Linked DNA regions of Sus scrofa: region 2 is linked to region 1. Evidence: chromatin contacts called from public HiChIP or PLAC-seq data. All regions are on one chromosome and are shown on one strand. Each heading gives the region's core, a stretch centred on a gene start, on an enhancer-like site or on the middle of the called end of the contact. The rest is flanking DNA. Distances are from core to core; before and after follow the strand shown. Region 1 holds the start of MRPS27 (28S ribosomal protein S27, mitochondrial). Region 2 overlaps ZNF366 (zinc finger protein 366).

What was found. HiChIP or PLAC-seq counts read pairs in DNA pulled down with a chosen protein or histone mark.
Region 2: a contact with region 1 is called in an H3K27ac HiChIP or PLAC-seq map of skeletal muscle. The contact joins the enhancer-like site here to the promoter of MRPS27 in region 1. A contact is called at or near these places in 7 of 47 Hi-C or Micro-C datasets (embryonic fibroblasts, fetal skeletal muscle, fibroblasts and 4 more) and 1 of 2 datasets of contacts at active chromatin or transcription factors (skeletal muscle).

Annotation. Positions count from the first base shown.
Region 1 is chr16:48,639,534-48,644,569 of Sscrofa11.1, forward strand. It overlaps MRPS27 (28S ribosomal protein S27, mitochondrial), which reads right to left and starts at 3,038. Exons shown (of 15, transcript XM_021076728.1): 1 at 2,823-3,038.
Region 2 is chr16:48,717,753-48,722,815 of Sscrofa11.1, forward strand. The region is part of intron 9 of ZNF366 (zinc finger protein 366); the gene reads right to left. Among named protein-coding and RNA genes, the nearest start is that of MRPS27, 78 kb to the left of the region's middle. Within about 2 kb of position 2,624, at least 47 of the 83 cell types and tissues checked have an H3K27ac peak or open chromatin away from gene starts, as enhancers often do. A contact at or near this core is called in embryonic fibroblasts, fetal skeletal muscle, omental adipose tissue and 2 more, where this site is marked.

The sequences.
Region 1 (5,036 bases), core at 1,788-4,287:
TGATCTTTCCGATATATTCCTCTTGTGTCTTTTCCTAGCCAGGAGGACAGCTGAGGCTAAGTCAGTGGTTGTCAGACTTTAGCAAGCATGTGAGTCACCTGCGGAGCCTGTTCACTCCCAGATTGCTGGGCCGCCTCCAGAGCTTCAGAACCGTAGCCCCGGAGGAGGGCCCAAGAATGTGCATTTCTAATACATTCTCAGGTGCTGCTGTTGCTAGTCTGAGGACTGCTTTAACCACTGCTGTTGGAGGAGGCTTGTGTTCCTTCATGTGCATGGGAGGCTCAGGCTTCAGGTCCAGTCTCTGGGACCACAGGAGGGGGTCTCTGCTGTGAAGAGGGACAAGCAGGGGAGCATGGCTTTGTCCTTGGACTCCTGAGCAGATGTCTGCTGAGGCCACGCCAGTTCCCAGGCTGAACTCTGTGCCTTTGCCACTTGCCCCTACTCACCAGGCCCCTCACTCGGATGCTGACTCACCTCAACCCCAAGCCCTGCCCTGGATTCAATGAATCAGGAGTCTCAGGGCATTATGATTTAAGATCAATGAAAAAGAGATTTATTCAGTGTTTTCAAATTATATGCATATCCACATAAATTAGGCAACAGGTGGCAAAATAGCACAGTGCTTAACAAAACTAACCCAAGATTCAAATTTATGTTATAACATTTCTATCTACAAATTTGACTTGGGAAAATTAAACTTAGTAGATAAAATAGCTATTTAAAAAACCACAATGGTAGTAGCTAAATTAATAAAATTGGATATGCATTATGCATAAAAAATGTGTAGTGAACCCAATCATTTTGAGTTGATCCCAGTGGAAATAGTTCAGAGAAGCAAAAATTAAAAAAATGTTGAAAGGAAATTATTTGACTGTATTGCATACAAAAAATGGATCAAGCAATGAGGCTGGCTTAAATGACATTACCTCAGAAATATCTGAACAAAAACCGAGTAATGTTGATGACATTCTGATTGAAATATTTTTTATTCTTAACATGGAGTTAAAAGGAAGGGGATTAAAAAATACCCTCTGTTCTCATGGACTTGCATTCTGCAGGAGGAACAGATGCTCCAGTACATGGATGACCGTACAAATGACCTCATGATCCCAAGTGGGACAGATAAGTCCAGGGGGTAACTCACATCACCCTGTGGCAGAGACAGTAAGTGGCATGTGCATGCACATGTGCAAACACACGCACACACACACACAAAGAAGTGGACCCTTTCTGGGTCTTTCACAGCACCAATCGTCTATGTCCTTCATTTTGACCATAAAGTACGTTGCCTTGTGTTGTTACCGAACTTTTTAGTGTGTCCAGGGTCTCCTGAAGGATGAAGTGTTCGACCTTTGTCTTCTATGACCCCAAAGTACCTTTGCAGCATAACACCGTACACATCATGGGCCATTAGTATTCTTTGAAAGAATGAATGAATGGCAGATTTTAGTTACTGTGGACTGTCTACCATGATATGCTTAAGGACCTCACAACTTTGTCACAACCAGTTGCTTTTTCTACCTCCGTTTTAGATCTGACAGAGCCCAGAAGCAGTGAAGGGGAAGCCCGGGCTGATAAGAAGGGGGCATTAACATATGGGCCTGAGCCCCTCTATCTTCCAGTTCTGACGCCATGGATTCCCCACCCCACCCCCCCGTAAGGCCAAGCACTCAGCTAATCTGAGACAGAAGCGACTGGGGGGCAGGGGGAGTGGGGAAGGGCACAAGGGTTCCAGCTGAAACTTCCAAGGTGCGAACGAAAGAGGGTCAAACCCCTGCAGAACCTCGAACCCACCCCACCCCTAGTTGCCTGCCTTGCGCAGGGGATCCTTCTGAGGCCTGTGGCCTCCAAAGGCCTCCCAGGCACCTCGGCCACCATGATCAAAGGCAGGGTTGAGGGAAGAAGACTCAGAGGGAAAAAGAACACCACGCTTGGCTGCTATCGCTGCCCTGCAGCTGAAACCCTGCAAGGCTGGTGTGCTGGGATAGGAGAAGGCCTCATTTCATTAGGCTCAGAGAGGAAAATGTGCAAGGAACCAGAGTCAGCCTAGAAGGCATCAGGGCAACCTGGGGTTTCACCTGCAGGCCTGCCTGGGACATGCATGGCCTGGTTAATGATGCTTACATCCCTCGCCTTCCTGAGCGCTCTCTCTCCCGCCCCAAGTCAGGCCAAGCTGCTCACCCAGAAGAGCCCAGCATCACTGCATCACCTAATCCCTCAAACCTCCCTCAGTCCCAGGCAGCAAGATCATGTGTCAAATTACAAGTGATATCACCAAGAAGGAAGAAGCAACCCCCCCTCCCCACCATCAGGGGCTGCTATCCACAGCTGGATTTGATTTTGAATTCACGAATGCAAGTCACATGCCTGGCAACCAGGCAGCAGAACCTCCTGGTGTATCCTACTGCACCCTAGGGGGACACATCATGTAGCCACTAGGGTTCAAGAGGATTAAGGGTGACCTTCAGGTTCACGGCTGGAAATTACTGGATTAACATCAGGTAGTCAAAGGAGTATGTTCTGGTTATAGCCGGCGGCAGGATGGCCACAGGCACGTCCAAAGATAATTCAGCACGAATGCTGCTCACTGAGAAGCCACGAGAAACTAGGCAACCAACTCAACACGAGGCTTCTGGACCAGGGGGTTTGTCCCCCATATAACACCATAGAAGGTGGGGGAAATGTCACTCCCAATTTAGATTAGCGGAATCGTTTCTGTGACACATCGCTGCTCCAGGGACAGGGAATTCAACAACTATGAAAGGGCTTTATAAGCTAAAGTTCATAAAATAAAGGAAAAACAGCTAATACATAAGACTTACCGCTGGTCAGATCGTATGCAAAGCACTTGTATAGAGTATCTCATTTAATCCTCAGGAAAACTCCATGTGCGACTGTTCCCCAGTTCGGCAGATGACGAAACTGCAGCTCAGAGAAGTTATTACCTGCCCATGGATATAATGCTGGGGAGTGCGTGAGAACAGCAGTCTGACGCCAGAGCTCATGTTTGTAACTCTCTCTGGAGTTAACAGCGGCTGTGTGTGTGGTGCGCGTGTGCTCGGGGCACCTGGGTGCGTGGGTTCGCACGTGCGCATGCGTATCCTTTTCAGGAGACGTGGTTTTATGCTGTTAATTCGGCCAAACCTCAAAGGGGTTTCTGAGCAAAAAAGGTTAAAATGTACATGCTTACATACATATACATACTTATATATGAGTATTTCTACACACACACACACACACACACACACACACACACACACCCACAACCACAAATTTATAGGTATTTTTTTCAGGGCTCTCTGGCCAGCTTCAAGCTTTGCTCTCTGCTGAAGAACTTAAGAGTTGCCAGCAGAGGGCGCCAAGAGCCACCATTTTTAAAAGGTGCAAGTGTTCGGATGCATCTTCCGTTTCTGGAATGCAGAGAGAACCGAAGCCCACATTGCAGGCTAGACAGCCAAGGTAGCTATCAGCAGACTTTAGAGAAGATACAGAATATTGCCTTCACTCAGATTAAGAACTACCCAGTATTGGAGTTTCCAGTATGGCACAATGGGGTTGGTGGGGTCTCTGGAGCAGCTGGGACACAGGTTCCATCCCCTGCTCTGCACAGTGGGTCAAGGATCTGGAGTCGCCCCTCAGCTGAAGCTCAGATCTGATCCCTGGCTGGGAACTCCATGTGCTCTGGGGCAGCCAAAAAGGGAAAAAACAAAAACACAAAAACCTTTAAAAAATTATCCACTGTTGAAAGGATGTTTTTAGAAGAGAGAAAACCGTGAGGATGAGCTTCTGCAGATAATACACCAGTGCAAGTGTGTGCGTTGCATCAACTAGATGATTGATGAGAAAGCTATCATCCGGCTTTTCCTGAAAGGTAAACAGCTGGTCCTTGTCTCACTTGGAAAAGAGTCTCCTAAATTAAGAAGAAAAACAAGGAACTATTTGTCTTTTTTACTGAAATCACATGGGTGTGTGAGAGAAGTGAAAAGGAATTAGGCACAATTATTTCCATTGTCTTTCTACCCTAGTCAAATCAATCAAATGACAGCAACCTGACTACCTCTTCCTGCCACCATCAGGAAGGTCCTAAGTTTTGGAACTTTCTCCATTTAAGTGAGGGGGATTCTGGTATTTGGTATTTGTCATTGCCCATTTCTAGGAATAGGTCAAAGGTCAAGTTTACATTATCACAACCCTTTAATGTAAACTGAGACTTCACAGGTACTAATTATTATAATGGGATTGGGCTTGGGATTGTGGTGAAAGACATCCCTGCCAGAGACCAGGGCCCAGGAGCAGAGGAAGAGCAGAACCCTTGCTCAGAAGTGTTGAATAGGTAACCTCTTGGGAACCACCAAAAGGACCTGGAGATTCTGTGTGACTGTATAGCTGACAACTGATGGGGGTGAAAGAAACCAGCTGTTCATTACTCTAAACGGGGCCCACAGAGTTGGTATGGCTTAGGCCCAGCAGTTCCAAAAAAAGCTTGGGGGGACGTCCTATAGTAGATGCTATTCGCCACATATAGTCTACGATTCATCTCCCTTATAAAGTGAAGAAAATCGCAGAACACCTGGCTGATGGCCATTTGGTCAAACTCCTCTGGGAGTGTGGAGCCGAGTGGGCAGAACAAAATATCTCTCTACAAAATCTCAAAATCTCTCTGTGTCAGCTGACTAACCCACTCGGAGGTCGGAGTGCGGGGAGGCCCATGTGAAGGCAGTGCCCTACTGCACCGCCTGGGGGGGAGGCGACCTTACTGTGACCCGACTCAAGTAAAGGGGCAGCAGCATGAGGCTCACTCCTGACACTGCTGAGAGCTGACAACCAGGACACAGCTGGGATGGTGGCAGGTCTGGGCTCCCATGCACCTGCCGGTCCCCCACCTTTGTTGTCTCAGAGTCAAAATGCCAAAGTCCGTGGACCACGGGTCTGGCCCAAATGTATCATCTTTTATTCATGTGGACCATTTGGGTCTTTTTTTAACACCTTTTTATCCCCCCAGACATCTGAACTCCACATTTCACTTTGCAAGAGTA
Region 2 (5,063 bases), core at 1,374-3,873, 78 kb after region 1:
ACCCGACATACAAGGGTGCACACACATCATGAGGGCTACTGCTGGGCATTTTCTGGATTCTTCCTTAGCCTAGACAAGCAACCTTTTAGGGTCATCACAGCTGAGTGTGTGTTTTCCACTGTAATGGTTTTCTGGATCAATTCATTCAATACTGTACTTCCTGAGACATTTTAGTGGCAGATGGGGACATGAGGATGTTTAATCATTTTAGTAAATGATGCTGTCTCCTGAAGTCAAGGCCTACAGCCTCAGGGAAGCAGATCCACTGTGGATGACCACATGACTGGTCACCTACATTATCTGATGTGTGATTGATTTTGTTGCTGTTGATACAATTTTATTTTTACATACCAGAATTATCTCTTATGGTTTATGGTAGCCTACTGGTAAGCAATGGAGAGCTTGCCCAGGGCTAAGAAACAACATGCCACCCCTGAAAGATGCTTGGGGCACTAAAAGGTGTTCCAGGTAATGTTGAGAAATGTAAGGACTACCTTCCTTTCCTTTGTGGCCAACCTCAGTATCAATCACACACGGTAACACTTAATGAATATCTAAGTACGTGGTCAGGAAATAAACAACTGAGTTGGGAAAGATAACTCTTCTTCATGCAAAACTTCCACATGCAACCATCACCAGATCTCTTTCTTGCCCCCACTAAACCTATACACCCTAGTTTGCAAACCAAAATCCTCAGTGGCAGGAATAGAGACAATTAACTCAGGACCTGAAGTACTTGGGCACCATTCATGTCTCAGTGGTAGGTACGCTAACATCTTCCTCTCAGCCTCTGACCCTTCCACAAAGCCCTTTGGTCCTTACCCAGAACACCTGGCCTCTTCATCTCTCTCAGAGGACTGTTCTCACATGACAGTACACAAATGTACGGAGTTATTTTGTGTCTGTGAAATTTGGAGAGGCCTCCCAGTCACTGTTAGTGAAGAGAGACCAGAGAAAGAGGGCCAAGTCAATTCAAGATGGCACTCTTGGGTGGGGTTTGGGTGTGAGCTCCAAGCAGACCATTATGGTAGACAGGGGTGTTAGATTGGAAGGAAGAACAAAGGTTGGGAGTGAGCATCAAAAACTCTAGTTTCTAGAGTTCCTGCTGTGGCGCAGCAGAAACGAATCCAACTAGTATCCATGAGAACTTGGGTTCGATCCCTGCCCTTGTTCAGTGGCTTAAGGATCTGGTGTTGCCACGGCTGTGGTTGTAGGCTGGCAGCTGCATCTCTGATTAGACCCCTAGCCTGGGAACTTCCATATGCCACAGGTGCAGTCTTGAGAAAAAGAAAAAAAAAAAACAAAACAAAACAAAAAAACAACCCTTTAGTTTCTTTTCCTGGGAAAAGCAGTCATCTACAAGGGCCCCTTTAATCATGAGATGTGAAGCTAAGAGCTTGCCCAAATTAAGACTGGCTGAATCGCCATCTCCTGCCAAGGTCTGTGCAGATTCAAGTCAGGGTGGGTGGTGGCACAGGAAGCTGCTAAAGAAATGAGGAGTCAGATTCCATCTTGCAGGTGGTCATCGCAGCCCATCATCCCCTCCTGAACTCTCAGTTGCCCTAATGACCAGTATTAGTGTGCCTCTGACATTCAATATCAGCTTTTCCATCTACTGCCACTTTTGTACCTACTTTTTGAGAGGAAGGTGGACTTCAAAATGTAATTGAAAATGGGAATAAATGTTTTGAACTGTCCTTTAAAAAGAGGTTGCACAAGCATCAGGCTTTGAGATGTCGGAACAGAGAGGCAACGGGGAGACCCCAGAGGGACAGAGAACTTGCTTCATCTTCTCTTGTGCAGAATGTCAATGATAATCACAGTTTCCCATGAAGCTTTTTTTAAGGATCAAATGAGATGATTCATGTAAAGGGCCTGGCAAACAGTAGGAGCTCAATAAATATTAGCTCTTGTTACCATCACTATCACGTACATTTTACATTCCAGAAATAGAAAGCTCTTTGAGGATGAGGGTGCTTTCTTTTTATTTATTTATTTTATGTTTGTTTGTTTTTCTGTCTTTTTGTCTGTTCTGGGGCTGCACCTGCGGCATATATGGAGGGTTCGAGGCTAGGGGTCCAATTGGAGCTGTAGCCACCGGCCTACGCCAGAGCCACAGCAATGTGGAATCCGAGCCACATCTGCAACCTACACCGCAGCTCACAGCAACACCAGATCCTTAACCCACCAAGCGAGGCCAGGGATCGAACCCACAACCTCATGGTTCCTAGTCAGATTTGTCAACCACTGAGCCACAACGGGAACTTTCTTTTTAAACCAAATTATGCGGAAGGAAAATTATGGAAGGACCAAGGGACGAATCCTTTGAGTAAATACCTGCCAGGTTACTTGAGGCACAATAGAAATGGAAGCAGCTGTGGCTGATGCAGCCCTGAGAAATGCAGATGGAAAGAGAATGCTCATCCTTGACGGCAGGCTTCGGGGAGCCAGTATCTGGCTCTCTGATCTTCTGTCAGCCCTTTAAATAGCTGGCAGATGCCCTGTCCCCTTATCTTCAGAGACGCTCCTAATTCTGGCCTCCTGGAGCCCCTCCCCTCCCTGGTCCAGAGCCCTAGAGGCGCCTCAGGCAACTTCCCTTGAGTCCCAGTAACAGAGCCAACAGCCAGAGTCACCAAGCAGTCACTGTGCACGGAGGCAGGGTGATGGCAGTGGGCAGCCACTAGGCTGGGGCCAGAGGCCCGCAGAGCCAAGAGCAGGCACACTCCTGAGACTGCGATGCACCAGGAAGCCTGTGTTTCCCTCTTCTGCGAGGAAAGGTCAGGGAGCTGCAGCCTGTGCCACAGAGAATGGCCTCCGCTAAGCGGCCCTTCCCTTGCATTCTTCTTCTCTCTCTCTCTCTTTTAATAAGAAGGGTGTTCCTTTCCTCAAAGGGAGAGAGAGGGAGGGAGGGAGAGAGAGACTGTAAACTGTCCAAAAGGACCGTGAGAAAACAGGAAGCTTTGAAAAGTACAAGAGAAAGCAAGATGAAATCTATTTGCAGGCGGGCCCCTGGGGACATGCGAGGCATTGTTAAGCAGGCAGTTCATACAGCTATATCCTTCCTTCTGCTGAGGAGGGCTTTGCTGCCAAAAGGCTGCTATCTGGTCACTGCCTTAACCCCCTCCATGCCAGCCTGAGAACCCTGATTTCAAGCACTGGGCCCTCACAAGTCCCCACTGGGATTCTCCCCTGAGGGAGCATCTAAGAGCTGGAGGGGGAAAGGGAGCTGGTCTGGTGGAGGAGGAGACAGGGGCCCTTTTCAGGGCGACCTCATCCTTTTCTATCTGTTCTGCCCTTGGCCTTCAGGCCTCTGCTTCAGGCCAGGCTGCAGATGACCTGGTGATTCATAACATAGGCAGCTCCCGGCTTCACCCATCTCAAAGGAGAACTTGTCCCGGAAATTCTGGATGACTGCTTTTCCTGGACAGGTTTCCCAAAGACGGCAGCTGGTTCTTTGCTATTATGGTGTGGTCGCTGCAAGGAGAGCATCCAAATCAACCTCTGCGTGCTTACGCAGAATCTGGGAAGCACATTTCTGAAACACGGCTTAAGTCTACAGGCGCAGGTCTCTGGAGAAACTCCAGCTGGCTCCAAGAGGCAAGGAGTCCAGAAGTCGAGCCAATAGCAAAAGAACCCAGAAGGGCAGTAACTTCTTTTATAAGGAAAAAAAAAAAAAAAGAGAGAAACATAGAATGGAAACCTTTCCTCCCCTCGAATTTTCCATCCTATTGTTAAAGCTTAATCCCAAACGAATGTTTCTGCTTGCCATGGACAGCTGTTTCCACTGAGCCAGGGCCAGAGAGAACCAGTTCATGTGGCTACACGGGGAGGGATATATGTTAGAAAGGATTTTTAGTGGTGAGAATCCCAGGAAATTAGAATCTGTTACTCAAAAACTCTCCTTTTCTTGCAAGTTTTAGGGTAAAGGAGATGGAGCCAACTCTTGGTGGATGGAGGAGGAGCAAGGCCTGCCTGTTTTTTCCAATCACGTAAGGGAACAGCTCTTCCCTGTTACCATGAGAAGGTCAGATTTAGTTGTCTGGGCCTGTCCTCCAGCATCAGCACGCAGCCAGCCAGCCACTCCTCTCGGAGGGCTGTGAATTGCACGGTGATGAGCAAATGGTTCGCTCTTCTTTTCCTAATTCCCAGACCTGACAACCTTTACCCAGGGCCAGACTTCCAAGAATCCAGCATAGCATGAATAAGAAGCAAAGTCCACAGGATACCGTCCGGAAACGGCCCATCCCACAGTGGGATCTGGAGCTAGTTATAAACACCCAGGTCCCATTACAAAATCTGTAAATTCAGATATCCTCTGAGATTCCTTTGAAGTGAAGAAGGGTGATGATATGAAGAGGACCAAGTGGGCGGCACTTTGCAGGGAGATGGGTATAAAGAGACGAAGAACCTGGCAGTATGATCGGGCACTGTTCAGGAGACAGAGGGCTCTTGACCAAGATGATTAATACCTGTTCCTATTTCAGAAATGTCTAAGAATGCAGACGGGCCATCCAAGTTTGACAAACAGAACACTTTAACACCCAATGCTTTTTGTTCAAATGACAGATACACTCTCCTAGGCATCCTCCGACCTCCTGTGGTCTGAGAGGACCTGCCCACCAGAAAGATGTGACCTTTGCAGATGACCAGTCCAATTCCTGCGCCAGGCCCACCTCCCACTGGAGAGTTAAAGTGCATCATCAGAGCTGGCGTTGTACACTACAAGTCCCTCTCTTACAGGATTCCATGGTGTCATCAGATATCCAGAGCCTAATCCAGCTTCAACGAGAGGTCAGATTGAGTTTACGAACTCTCAAGTGGACAATCAGACTCCCTCCCTTTGAACCACATGTGGTGCACTAGCATCGGGGTGAAGGGAGGCCTGGCTCACTGCATCACTGGCCCATCTTGTCCGTTTTCTGTGCACTAGTGCCAGAAAGAACCGTCTAAATCCTCAGGACCACCAGAGGCCCTTGAGGTAGAGAAACAGAACTGCCTCTGTGCCCCCAAATCACCATGCCTGCAACCCCTTTCCTGTACTGGCTCTGCCCTGACATATCCCT